Regions from separate parts of the Gossypium arboreum genome. Here region 2 is linked to region 1. The links are chromatin contacts, called in public Hi-C maps. All regions are on one chromosome and are shown on one strand. Each heading gives the region's core, a stretch centred on a gene start, on an enhancer-like site or on the middle of the called end of the contact. The rest is flanking DNA. Distances are from core to core; before and after follow the strand shown. Region 1 has its middle 25 kb from the start of LOC108464975. Region 2 holds the start of LOC108464976 (putative phospholipid-transporting ATPase 9).

Region 1 (6,977 bases), core at 2,646-5,145:
TTTCGAGTTCCCCTATTTTGAATTTGGAAAATCACTAAAAATTGAAAAAAAATAATTAGGGGCTTAATTTTATATGTTTAGAATCTTGAATGAGTATATTTTCAATAGAAGTAAACAAAAACATCATTCAAATCCCGTACGAGGAGATAATTAATTTTAAGTGAAGAAGGGTCTGAACTATCAGACAACATAACAGGGGTGAATTTAAAGAATAAACTGTACTTATTGGCTAAACTAAAAATTCTGAAAATTTTATGGTAAGAAGATATGTAAGTCTAGTTTCAGGGACAATTAGCGGATCTTATTTTGGAGCTCCATAGCTCAATTTAAAAATAATTTAGTTACTATGACATGGATGGACAACTTTGGAATATAAATATAAGTAAATAGTGAAATTATAGGTAATGTTACTTATAAGCGTGTTATATACATTAAGGATGTAAAATGGAGAGGAGGAGGAGAAAAATATGTGAGTGACTTATGCATAAATTGATCACATGCTCGATTATATTTGGTAAATGTGAAACTTTGTTAAAATGAAAAACGTTATAAATTCATGTTTGAATTAAATGTTATATATGTTAAAGAATAATTTAAATACTTGATATTGCCTAATAAATGAATATCCGATATTACTTAGTAAATGTCAAGCCAAATATAAAAAAAAAAGTGTTATAAGTGGAACATGTGTGAAAGAATGTGGTAAGTATTTTCATCGTTATTATTGAGCTCATTCACATGAATCTGTCATTTGAAATTGTGATAGACAGGCAGAAATAGTGAATGGCATGCTTATGTATGATTATATGTATTTATTTGAAACATAAGAAAATGATGGTTATATATTTAATATATGGAGACATGAGACTATGATATATGAACATGGAATATATTTTATAAATGTGTTCGTTCATAATTATAGAATTGTGCAACTCAAGTGTACTATTTGTATAAAGATAGTATTTCAAATGATTTGATGAGTAAAGCTCCAATGTGAGATAGCCTTAAATCAAGACAAATTGTTATGAAAGCGTATTTAAAATACATAGATATGATTGTTATAAGTTATGTGAATAAATGATGTGTAAAAGTATATGCATATGAGAAATTTAATGAAAGTTGAGCCCATACATGTTTCGTGATATTTATTTGAATTATATGACTAACAATGTGATAAGAATAGATATTAGGGCTCATGATTAATTCGAATAATTATGCTTTGCATAATTATGTTGAATATAGAGAAGCGTTAAGTTAATTATCATGTTATACGAATTTATTAAATATTACATGTTTACTTTGTTTTACTTTTTTTTTCCTAATTAATAATGATTCGATAAGCTCTAGTAATGCCTCGTACCTATTCCGATGACGAATACGGGTTGAGAGTGTTACACCTGTACATTACATAAATGAGCAAAATAATCCATTCATTAAAATTGTGCCATTAAATGCTTATTTTAGTATTTTATATACATGACATGATAATAGATTTAGCTATTAATTTTTATACATTTATTTGATTTGACCCTTATTTGATTGTTGGGAACAAACTGACTCTTAACTTTTCATTACTAATATAACATCATTTTATTTTATAGCCATCAGCAAATAATTTAAAGTATATAAAAGTTAAACAAACATAAATAAAAATTATATTTCTAAAACTATGAAAACGAGTTATTCAAAATAAAATTAAAAATAACGTAATGACACATTAGCAACGAGTTCAACAATTAATATGAATTTTGTTTATAATTGTTTGATTTTTTTTTTATGTTTCATTGTTTTGATTTTAAATGTTTTCTTTCATAAATTTTAGAATTATAATTTTTATTTATGATTTTTTAAAATTTCTATTTCTCTACTTTTAATAAATTTTAAACTGCCTGTTGGCTGGTCTTATTTTTAGTTTTTTTTTAATTTCAAGATTTTTAGTTTATACTTTCAGTATTTTCTAAAATCATTTAATATTAATTATAACTTTTATTAAAGAATTGTATTTACTAAATGTCTTCTCCCCAAATCTTCAAAAGCGGTTTCTCTTTTAATTTTGATTATTTTTGTTCATTGGGAAAGAAATGCAAGAAAAAAGATCTAAAAATATGGGGAATTTTAAGAAAGCCAGAGAAGAAGATAAGGGTTTCTACAAATCAAAATAATCAATCCATCTTAGAAATCCAAATACATAAACCCAAGCAATAGTCCCCAGATTTTTTTTAAAAAAAAAATATTTTTGTTAATTGCTTTTAAATTGAGTCAACACAATAAACAAGTAAAAAGTGAATACTATCTTTAGTCCATAATATTAATAAGTGAATTAAACTCTATCTATCTTCTAGTATAGAGATCTTATTTTATACTTAAATAATAGAACAATTACCTCTAAATTCTTACTTTGAGAATTTTAGTTGTAACTCTTCAAATGCACTTAAAAATAAATTCCTTAATAAATAATAAAGTGCTTTTTATACTCTTGTACAAAATGTATACAAGTTTTCAAGACTTGTTAACATAATAGTGATAAATTAGAATTTAACCCTTAATAACAATAGCCACAAAATAGTAAAAACAATATACTAATTAAAACCAATGTAAAGTGAATTGTTTGAGATTCATTCCTAAAGAAATTATTAATGCAATCTCAATTAGTTCTCCACAATACAAGAGCTTTAATTATTTGGTCCAAGCTAATCTAATTTCTAAAAATAATTATTTTAACTAGATTGGTCACAATATCAACACCATTCAAAGCCTAAAAATTTTGTTTAAATTAATTGTAAAATTCAAATACGGAAAGTTTTTTTTCTTTTGACAAATCAAATATGAAAAGTTAGTACGCTGTAGTAGAGACGATAAAAGTGGCCACTTTCTATTGATACTGTGCCACTTCAAAAATAAAAACTGAAACAATCAAAAGCAGATAAAAGAAAACACAATAGTAGCAATAGTAGGCTTCTAACAATCCTCCTCCTTGCTCTATTCCCCTTTTTCTTCAAAACAAATGCCAAAGTTCGTTACTTGGGGTGAGCTAGGATGTCATTCCACAAGGCTACCTCTCGGTCTCAAATTTGTTGAACAACTTTGAACTCAATGCGTAGCTTGGCAGTGACTGTTATGAGATACAATAGATGAGGAAAATTTCTTAATCCATAAATTAATACTTAAATTATATTATTTTTAAAGTTAGTATTTAAATTTCTTTTATTACAATTGATACTTAAACTATTCTTTTATTATTCATTTTACACTAATATATTATATCAGTTTAAAAAATTTCAATTAATAATAAACCGTCATGTCATAGAAACTTAAAGAAGTATTTTTTTAAATTCTTTTATTTTCCTTTTCTCTTTTACATTATCTCTCATTATTTATTTTTCTTTTCTTTAATAAGGTATTGCAATACCAACCGTGTTCGAAATTTACTCTTCTAAGGTTGAAATATGACGATTAATTACATTTTCAAACTTCATTACTTGCTGGCTCGACTTGATAGAATTGAAAAAGTTATTCCACCGATTAAAAACAATATTTTCAAAATTAGACAGACTAGATTAAGAACCGATCGAAGTACTGATCTAGAAATAAAAGTTAAATTAATTAATCATTGAATAGATAGAGACAAATTGAACTAAATTAAAAATAATAATTGAAACAATTTTCTTTTGTTTTCTAAAATATTTTTTTTATTTTTTATAAAATTTTAAATAAATAATCCAACCGAATAAATTGATCCCACCGTCCATATTTTGGGAGGGAAGGAGGTGTAAAACAAAAAGTGAGATTTATGATTTACGGAAATATTTAAAAGAAAGGTAAGAAAAAGATAGTAATTAAAGCACATGGGTCTGCTTGCTTTAAGCCCACAAAAAGGTGCAATAAATGATGTAGAATTGGTCATCCATGTGATTTAAACCAAGCCCCATAGACACGACCATGCTGACTTCAATTCTTCTGCAGTTGCCAAAATCTTGACAATTATTAAGTGTTGTCAATTTCTAAAATGATATTTGAAATTTAATATAAAATAAATTAGAATAATGATTTTCCGATGCATTTCGATATATGTTTAGCAAAGAATGCGACTTAAAATAAGGAAAAGAAAATATCAGTACTGATGAATACTTCTTTTTATATATATAAAAAAATTAGTGTTTATGTGGATATAACTTTGATTTAATGATAAAAGAAAGGATTTTAAAAATTGAAAGTCTCAAACACCTTTATTTGGATTTACTACTTTTATTAGAGTAGGGTATGCATATTTTAATGATAATTTGTTATTGATTGATTGGTTTTTTTTTTTTTCTTTTTATAAATAAATGTTTAAAGGTAAATTGGTTGGGGGTGTTTGGTATCCCGATCCCAAACTTGAATACAGTTTTGAGCAGCATTGGTATCAATAATTAAGGCACTTAACTACGTCACTCATTATTGCTTGCTTGCAACTCCCAACCATAAAATTTTTCACGATTTCACTTTAATTTTTATTTATAAATTCTTTTCTCAATATAAAATGATATAGATTCAAGCGTTGAAATAGATTTATTCTCCTATTTAAAGATTTAAAAGAATTATCAATAATACTAGACATTATATTAAAAACTAATTCAAGAGCATTGAAATAGATTTATTTTCCTATTTAAAGATTTAAAAGAATTATCAATAATACTAAACATTATATTAAAATAATAATAAATTTGAATAAAATTCTTAATATAACATAACTTTTAACAGGCTCGTTCTAAACTTTTTTGCATGTATATTTTAGACCATCGTAATTAAATTAAAATTTAAAAAAAGATTTTATAAAAAATAACATATCCTTTAATAAACCTATTTACAAATCATATTATTTTATCATAACTATTCTTGTTCATTGTGTTTTCTTTTCTCTTATTTTAGTTATAGATTTCGTATTTTCAATTTTGTAGTACTTTAGTGTATATATGAGATTTGTCTCGATAAGAGTACCACCAAATTTATTAAGAATCGTTCTCGAAGAACCTCGTCAGGGAAGTGTTCATAAAATTGGACTTCAAGATGCTAAAGAGTGTTAGCTTGATTGATCAAACCGAAATTCCCAAGAGGGTGGTGAATTAGCTTTTTTAAAAATTAAGAAAACTAGAAAGAAAAGATAGAACAATGAACACAACAATTTAGAGTGGTTCGATCCCAATTATTTACTCAACTACCTTAGTTTCTGTAACTAAGGATTTTCGCAAATTCACTAATTTGTTCAACTTTTAATGACAAGGTTTAACCTTACAACTCCCTTAAGATCACGAACCTTCTCAAAGGATTACAAAGAAGCAAACAAAGAAATAATTATTACAAGATTAGAATGTTTGCCAATTAAGCACAAATAAACAAGAATACACTTGAGCTAAATAACAACAATAAAAACTCACAACTGTGTACAAGAAAATTATGAAAGTATTGGGCACAAAGGTTGTTTGATTGATGATTTTTGCTTGAATATGTTTTTTTATTGTTGTAGGATCCTTAAAAGCTAGTATTTATACCCCTTAATTGATTTACAACTGTTGGGGTTGTTGTAGTAGTTAATAGAGCCATTAAGATGTGAAAACCAGAGCATTTAATACACCTGCAATAGCGAGTATTGATACCAAATAAAAATGTATCGATATTTTTTTTGTAATACATGCTAAATTAAGTGATCGTTGGAGCTAAAATATCAATGCCACATAAAAGGTATCAATACTGGATCGATACTTAGTTGAATTTGTGAAAGTCTGAATGTCAATTTGGTATTGTTTGTTTCAAGGGGTATCGAGATTTTGGTCAAATAAGTATTGATACTTTTTGGCCTAGAGCAATTCTGACTTGTTTAAAAAACAGTTTATCTAGTTGAAAAAGTTCATACTTCGTTTTTAAGATTGATTTACAAATTTTCTAAGCAAGAATTGAAAATTTTATCTCTTAAACTTCTTTTGAAAAATCATTTTCTTAATTTTGTTTAATTTTAACTTTTATTCAAAATCTCTTTAATTTCTTATATAAAGTTATATTTTCAAATAAAGCTTGGTTTAACAATCTCCCCCCTTTTTGATATAACAAAACCTTTGATAAATTTGTTTTTGAATATCTTGCTCCATCTTAATAAAAGTCTTTTTGAATTTAAGGCCAAAATAAAAATTGACATACATTTTCAAAATTTGACATTCATTTTTACTTTTAATGAAAATGGTCACATAATTTGCATATGGTTAGCACAATATCAATCAATTTACCTTTTCTTCTCTCTTTTTTTGTTATATCAAAAAAGACGAATAAAACTGGAGGAGAAAAATATGGTTAGTTCAAAAATATATGAACATGAAGAAATAGAGAACTAACATAAAAATAACCAAAGCATCTTATAATACTTAATTAAAAAAAATAAGGTGCAAAAAGAAGCCAGAGACATAGGAAATGAATCAAAAGTAATAATGAAAATGTGATGAATAATGATATGAAAATGTAGACTTAAAAATCTACTCTAAGCGTCATCATGGGGAGAGAAGGGAGGATTTGATGGAAAATGAGCAAAAAGAGATGTCATTTGCATCTCTAACATCGATAGCCTAGAGTTAACCTCATCCCTATGAGATCGAACCTCATCTTTAAGTCCTCAAATATCATTACTCAAAAAATGGATAGCGTCGAGGATGGCACCATTAATCTCGAACGAAGGTTGAGCAACTGGAGAGGACGAAGTCGGAGGAGGAGCACGTACAAGTGAAAGAACATGCTCGAGTGTCAGAATGTCTTCAAAAGCGCCTTCGACGTCTTCATCTTCATTTGCCACCAGCTGATCACTCTTAACCCACATACTGGAGGTGGCATCAAAATGATATATCATATGACGAAGTGCCTCATAACTAATAGGTTGGTTTGAAGCAACGGGGGTGTCTCCATGAGTGATAATGCCTAACCTCCTAAAGAGATATGACAAATAAGTGCCATGAGGA
Region 2 (6,531 bases), core at 3,240-5,739, 37 kb before region 1:
TTGCTGTCTCCATCTTATCTCCTGTTAGAACCCATATTTTGATCCCAGCTTGTGCGAGTTTGTCAATGCATTCAGGAACCTGTCCGGCAAGAAAGGCGAAATACTCAATATAAAACCAAAGATTTCGTATTAAAAGTGACTTGATTCTCCAGCGTTTGAACATGAAATGAAACACGAACAAGTCATATTTGTTGCTTTCAAACTCACCCCATTTTGAAGTTTGTCTTCAACAGCTGTAGCACCAAGAAGAATCAAGTCCCTCTCAATCTTTCCTGCAACTTCCTCAATCATTTCTTCGCGATCAGCACTCACTAGGTTCTTGGCTTCTGTGAACTGCTCATTGAACTCGACATATTCTTGCTCATCTATTTCACGGTATGCAATTACCAAAGTCCTCAAACCGGCATCGGCATATTCTGCAATGTGCTCCTTGGTTTGCTCTGCAAATTCTTGTCCATTCTTTGCAAGTCTTTCAAACATGACACTGCTTGATTAAAGAAACAAAATGCGCTTATTATAATCTCTTTTCAAGTATTTGGATACTGGAAAGAACTACTGAGCAACATAATTTAGCCAGTCAGGAGTTACACATTTCTTGTCCCCTCCCTGACATTCATCCTTTAAGTCTTGGAGATAGAATGACGTCCTAGTCGTTAGTTTTGGTGCTATGTTCATCATTATCACTAAAATTACTCTAAATAGTCCTATTAGGTAGTAAACGGCTGCTTCAGATTACGAACCTGTCAGCACCTTTACAAAGTAGCAGGAGCTTTCCCTCCTCATTCCTCACAATCACCGACATCCGCTTTCTTGAGCTACTAAATTCCAAGATGTTCAATAGATTATAAGATCTGCAAAAGGGAATAGAAATGTTCCATCATGTTGAATACATATATGAAAATACCATTAGCCACAAAAGCCTATGTATTCTGCTTGCGGCTACAGTTGATGCAATGGAAGGCCTTGGAAATGGTTTATTAGCTATTAAGGTTTATAACCTTTCAACTTTTTCTCCGGAGAGTGGATCGAACTCGTAGAATGAAATGCTTGTTTGTGTCCTTTCATAGAACTCAAATCCCAGTTCTCTGGCAGCAACGACAAATGCTGCCTCATCTGGTGATTCAGCCTCATATGAAGTTCTTCCTGCTTCTTCATCCACTTCAGGTATTGCAGTGTGACAGACAGCCAATAGTCGTAAGAACTTCTGGATTACATCTGCTCGAGGTTCTTTTATCCAATTCCCATTCATCATTCTTTCATCCACAAAGTTGAACCCTTTGACAGATGGCTTTTCTTTCTTAAACTCCTCTACTTGTCCCTCTTCCTCTGTCACGTCTTGGGCCAAAGGCGAACCCTTTCTCCAAGCGAGAGCTCTTTCGACTTCAGTTACTCCATGACCATAAGATGTTCCTGCTACAGAACATTTGATAAATTCCATTGAGTTGCAAGTCAAAGTTCCGGTTTTATCAGAAAGTATTGTATCAACCTGACCAAGTTCTTCATTTAGATTCGAGGTTCGAGCTCGTGCCAGCTTGTCTGCTTCTTCATAGTACATGTGTAGATCTTGGTCGATGAAAATGCTCTGGAGAACTTTGACAACTTCAATGGATACATATAAGGAAATGGGAATCAAATACGAATACAACATCAGGGCTGTCAGAAATTGCAAAATTGCAGCAACTGTTGCTCTTTCCGGATCATAATAAACTGTGGTCTCATCAGGTCTAAGGTACCATCTTGTCATTTTTCCATTTTCCAGGTCCTCCCTAGTTGCTATTCCAAAGAAAATCGACCCAATAACAGACAGCAAAACGAGCAAAGCAAACAGAACGTACACAATCTTATCCATCCTCCTCTCAATCTTGCTTCTCTTAGAAGGAGGTTCGGTTGAATTTTGAATGACCTTTGTGTCATGTCCTGTGAAGATAACTGCACCAAAAATATAATCTGTGTTCCGTAATTTCGAGTCCCTAAGTAGAAGCTGCTGAGGAGATAGTGGATATTGTTCTTTTCTGAACTCCAAACTGCCAACAAAAGAGTATAAGTTTGCATTCGGATCTTCACATCTGATGACAGCCTTAAAATTTTGAAAGCTCGAATCCTCATGCAGACTTGAAGTTGCTTCCAATGCTTGTTTTAGTTTCAAATTGGTTTCCCCATCGAGGTTCATCGTTTCAACATAGCAAATAGCTTCTTCATAACTTGATGACAGCAAAATAAGATCTGCAGGAAAGAATTCATCCTTCTCCACCTTGACTATATCCCCCACTTTCAAATCCATCCATTTCGTATGCTCAAAACCACCATCACCTTGATGCACTTTAACTTTCCTGTTATTCATTTCAATGTCCTGCAATGTCATCAACAACCGGTTTACAAACCCGAGAAACATAGACTAAAAAAACCAGATAAAAAAGAAACAAAATGAAGAATGGAGATAGAGAAAGCGAGACATAAAGGAATAGCATCAATCCCACATACTAAAGAAGCAAATTTTCTTTTTTGAAGGAAATTCTACAGAAATGTGCATAAGAAGCAAAAATTTATACATATTTGAGTAGCACTACCATAAACATTTTTCAACCATTATACAGTATGTAACACCAATTTTTTTATGCAAAGTATCATTTGAAGGGACTTGAACACCTCAACAAGATAGACAATAGATCGACTACATCTAAATTGACATATCTCTAAGACATCGGCAACCCGCTTTGCTCTACCGGCACCTTTCTCTGTCTCACCTGCAAGATAACCGCTATAGGCAACCTCCTATGAAATATGTTAACTATTTGCACCTATGAAGTATGTTTTCCCAAAAATCCTGTCCTGAACAGACAAATTTTTGACATCTCATCCTAAAAACCCAACAACATATACGTTGCCTACCTGAAATTTCAGAAATCTACCATACATTCTCCATAATTCATAAAAAAAGGAACATCACAGCATATTTTAGTCTAAGAACTGTCGGCAACTGAATATAAATTTGTAACATCAAAAATCAGAAGCACAATAATCCTAAACTATCGTTCAACTCAAAGCCGGTCAATTACCTGCTTTTTTCGCTTCCAATCTTCGACGGCCTCCTTTCCCATAGTGGCTCCAATTACAACAACTAATGGAAGAACATTACTGATAGGTGAGTATGGAGAGAGTGGTGTAAAAGACAGTATAGCACAGATTAGAAAATAGAAATTGGCAACTCTCCTGAATTGCTCAAACAATGATTTTGGGAAGAACGTTGCAAGTGTATACTTTGTACTTCTAACATAATTTCCACCATGGTTAAGCAAACTTGCTTCAAAACATTCAGGGTCATTGCAATATACTACTCTAGAGAAACCAGGGCCTCCAATCAATGAATGATCCCCTCTAAAAGATGCTTTCCCACATGTGAAAGCATGAATTCTGCTAAAATGTTGTTTTTTCCTCCTTCCACCAGCCATTTCTTTTGCACAAAATTTAATCCTATTCAAATGGTCCAAACACTAAAATTCAAGAAACTTTTGCAGTCTTCAGAAGAAGATGAAGTTATAAAGCAAGATTCTGGAAACAGAAACCAGCTGCAAAGAAGATCCAGGAACCAATCAGACAAGGATTCTATTTATGAACAAGCAAAGAAATGGGAAAAAAAAAGAAAAGAAAAGAAAAGTTAATGAAGCTCTCTCTATCTGAAACCATTAGCAAGCAGCCATATGAACCACTAAAATGATGAAGAAAAGAACCCCATTTCATAAATGAAGATCCCCAGAAATGACAAGAGAGAAGCAAAGTATTTACTTAAACAGCATACATTGTTCACAAATTCTTTTTCATCTTAATTAGTTTAATCTTTGGTAGAGATTGTGGACCAGGCTGCCATGTTTCAACTTTGACTTTCAGATGAAATAAACAAACCAAACCTTAACACATTTAGTATAACCCAACTACTTTTTTGCATTTCATTTAAAACCCAAACAAATTATTATTGATAATTTAAAAAAATTAAAAAAAAAAAAGAAGAGATGCCATGAAAGAGTTTAAGAGAAACCAGATAAAAATAGAAAATAACTTTGAATCATGTGATAGGAACTTGTTTTTCAAAGGTACCCAATAGTGTAACACTGCTAAAAATTGTAGCTAAAGAAAGAATATTTGAATAACAGTTATAATTATAGACGAGCAATTATTACTTGAGTTTATCAAGTCAGAAAGTCAATGGAAAACAAAATTGTAAGGGAAACGTGAGAAAGAAAAAGAAACCCTTTTACTAAAAAGACAAACAAAAGAAGAGAATTTTCTCAAAGAAAAAAGAGTTTAATCAGAGAAGAGGCTGAGAATCTTCCTTATCTGATATTTATGTTTATAACAGATTAGATAGTGATACTGTTGTTTTTATTTTTTCTTTTGTATACATGAAAAAGTATACTGTTCGTCGAACATATGATACAAAAACATAAAATTGACATTTTCTGGTATCTTCCATCCCCTTGCGGATGAAGGAAAAGTATTTGGAAAACAAGCAAACCAAACAAATTAGGACAGTTTTAATGTGTTGTAAGAAAAAGTGAAACACACAAGATTTGATAGATTTCGGGGTAAAATTATAAATCAATCCCTGTACTGTATTTGTATTGCATTTCAGTCCTTTTACTTGAAAATTTTATAGAAACGATCTTGTCCATTAGAAAAATGAGCAAGATGATCCATACTGAGATTGTTGTTGTTAAGTTGGAGATCTGGCATTTTAAATTCCGATGTGGATTAATTGAGGTGAAAAATAAAAATTAAAAATTGATGGAACTTTTAGATGGTTTTTGGAATTTGGATTTCTAATTTTTAACTGGGTAGACTGCTCGTGTAACCTCTCCAACATAACCTAAACGTTAGATCTTAATTCGGAAAATTACATTAGCCACCGAAGTGACTCAATTAGCTATCGCGGTTTTAAAAACAGTCATTTCGAAATATGTGTTTAATTTAGTAGAAAACTTAGTTAATTACCAATTTATTAATCTTCAAAACCTTAATTAAGATGTAGCCGTGGAAATGTGACAAGTGGTTGTTTTTAAATAAAAATCAGAAATTCATGCATAACTCAATAATAAACATATCTTGTTATCCTAAAATCAAATTAAGTGTAATGCAATATAAAACTCAAATCCTAAATCACATGTCATAGTCGGAATAAAATAATAATACAAACTCTGAATAATGAAACATCAAATAATATATCTAAAAATATATTAGAAAATAGAGTTAAAACCCTCCAGATATCAGTGTGAGTTCCATCACAAGTAAATCAGTGTCAAATAGTAATCCAAGCATATGTAATAACATTATACATTTTATTAGCAATCTCATAGCATAGATGAAAGTGATAGTTCATTCGAACATGTTTATGTGTGATGATGCAATACATAGCAATTTCAATTTAACAGTATAAACAGGTTCTGCCCCACTATTACACTCCAGAGTTAGAGTTTCCCAAAACTCTTATATTCCGGACACTCCAGTTTGTGGATAAACCACCAGAATTGGAGGTTAATACGCTGCCAGCAGTTGTGAATACACAACGGATTTACAGATAATAGCTGCCAGTATAAGTTGTGGATAAACCACAAGTGTTTGCAAGCTAATATGCTGCTAGTAATTGTGAATACACAACAACTTTGCAGATAAAATGTAACACCCCTGACCCGTATCTATCGCTGGAACAGGGTTACAAAGCATTACCAAATTTACAGATTAGACAGATAGAAATCTTAAACATTTCATATCATTTAGCATTCATGTAAAAAAAACCAATCAAATTTATACATATTGTCCCTAATACGAGCCCTCGAGGCTTAAAATACACCTTAGAAACAAATCTGGACTAAATTGGAAAATTCAGAGAATTTTTCAGAAACTTATATAATTTTCAAAACGGGGTCACACAGCCGTGTGGTCAGGCCGTGTGACTCACACGACCAAGAGACAAGCCCATGTCTTAGGCCATGTGAGCATTCGAAATAGGGACACACGGCCGTGTCCCAGCCCGTGTTCGTGCCCGTGTAACTCTCTGACTTGTGCCACACGGCCAAGCCACACGCCTGTGTGCTAAGCCATATGAGCATACTGACTTACTCTTTTAAAAGATATAGGGGACACACGACCGTGTCACCTGGCCGTATGTCACACACAGCTGTGTCACTTAGCCGTGTGTGACACACGGCTGAGACATATGCTTGTGTGGATAAAAATAGGTCATTTTCCAAGCCATATTTCTCACCCAAATTGGTACCAACCTAAACACAACAATGTGCATATAACCAAGTCATAAATAGGCATCCAAAACCAACCAAAATCAAGCTTAAAACATGTAATATCATCGAATACGACCAACATGCCCGTAGGCACCTCAAATGAAAACTTAAAAACATGTCAACCATGTATCCAAACTTACCTAAATGGCCAAATAAATATATGAATAATTTTACCCAAAACTTAATATATAGGTCACTTATCAAGCTCAACCATTTGGTACCCAAAATACCAATTCACCAG

Evidence for each region. Hi-C and Micro-C count contacts between places; a contact is called where the count stands out from the background.
Region 2: a contact with region 1 is called in a Hi-C map of leaf, with 3 times the contacts expected there. The contact joins the promoter of LOC108464976 here to the enhancer-like site in region 1. A contact is called at or near these places in 2 of 5 Hi-C or Micro-C datasets (both in leaf).

What each region holds. Positions count from the first base shown.
Region 1 is chr1:24,173,364-24,180,340 of ASM2569848v2, reverse strand. No RefSeq gene overlaps it. Among protein-coding and RNA genes, the nearest start is that of LOC108464975, 25 kb to the right of the region's middle. Within about 2 kb of position 3,895, at least 1 of the 2 cell types and tissues checked has an H3K27ac peak or open chromatin away from gene starts, as enhancers often do. A contact at or near this core is called in leaf, where this site is marked.
Region 2 is chr1:24,211,640-24,218,170 of ASM2569848v2, reverse strand. LOC108464976 (putative phospholipid-transporting ATPase 9) reads right to left here and starts at 4,489. Exons shown (of 11, transcript XM_053027986.1): 1 at 3,057-4,489; 2 at 999-2,350; 3 at 741-851; 4 at 208-484; 5 at 1-79. The coding sequence starts at 3,449.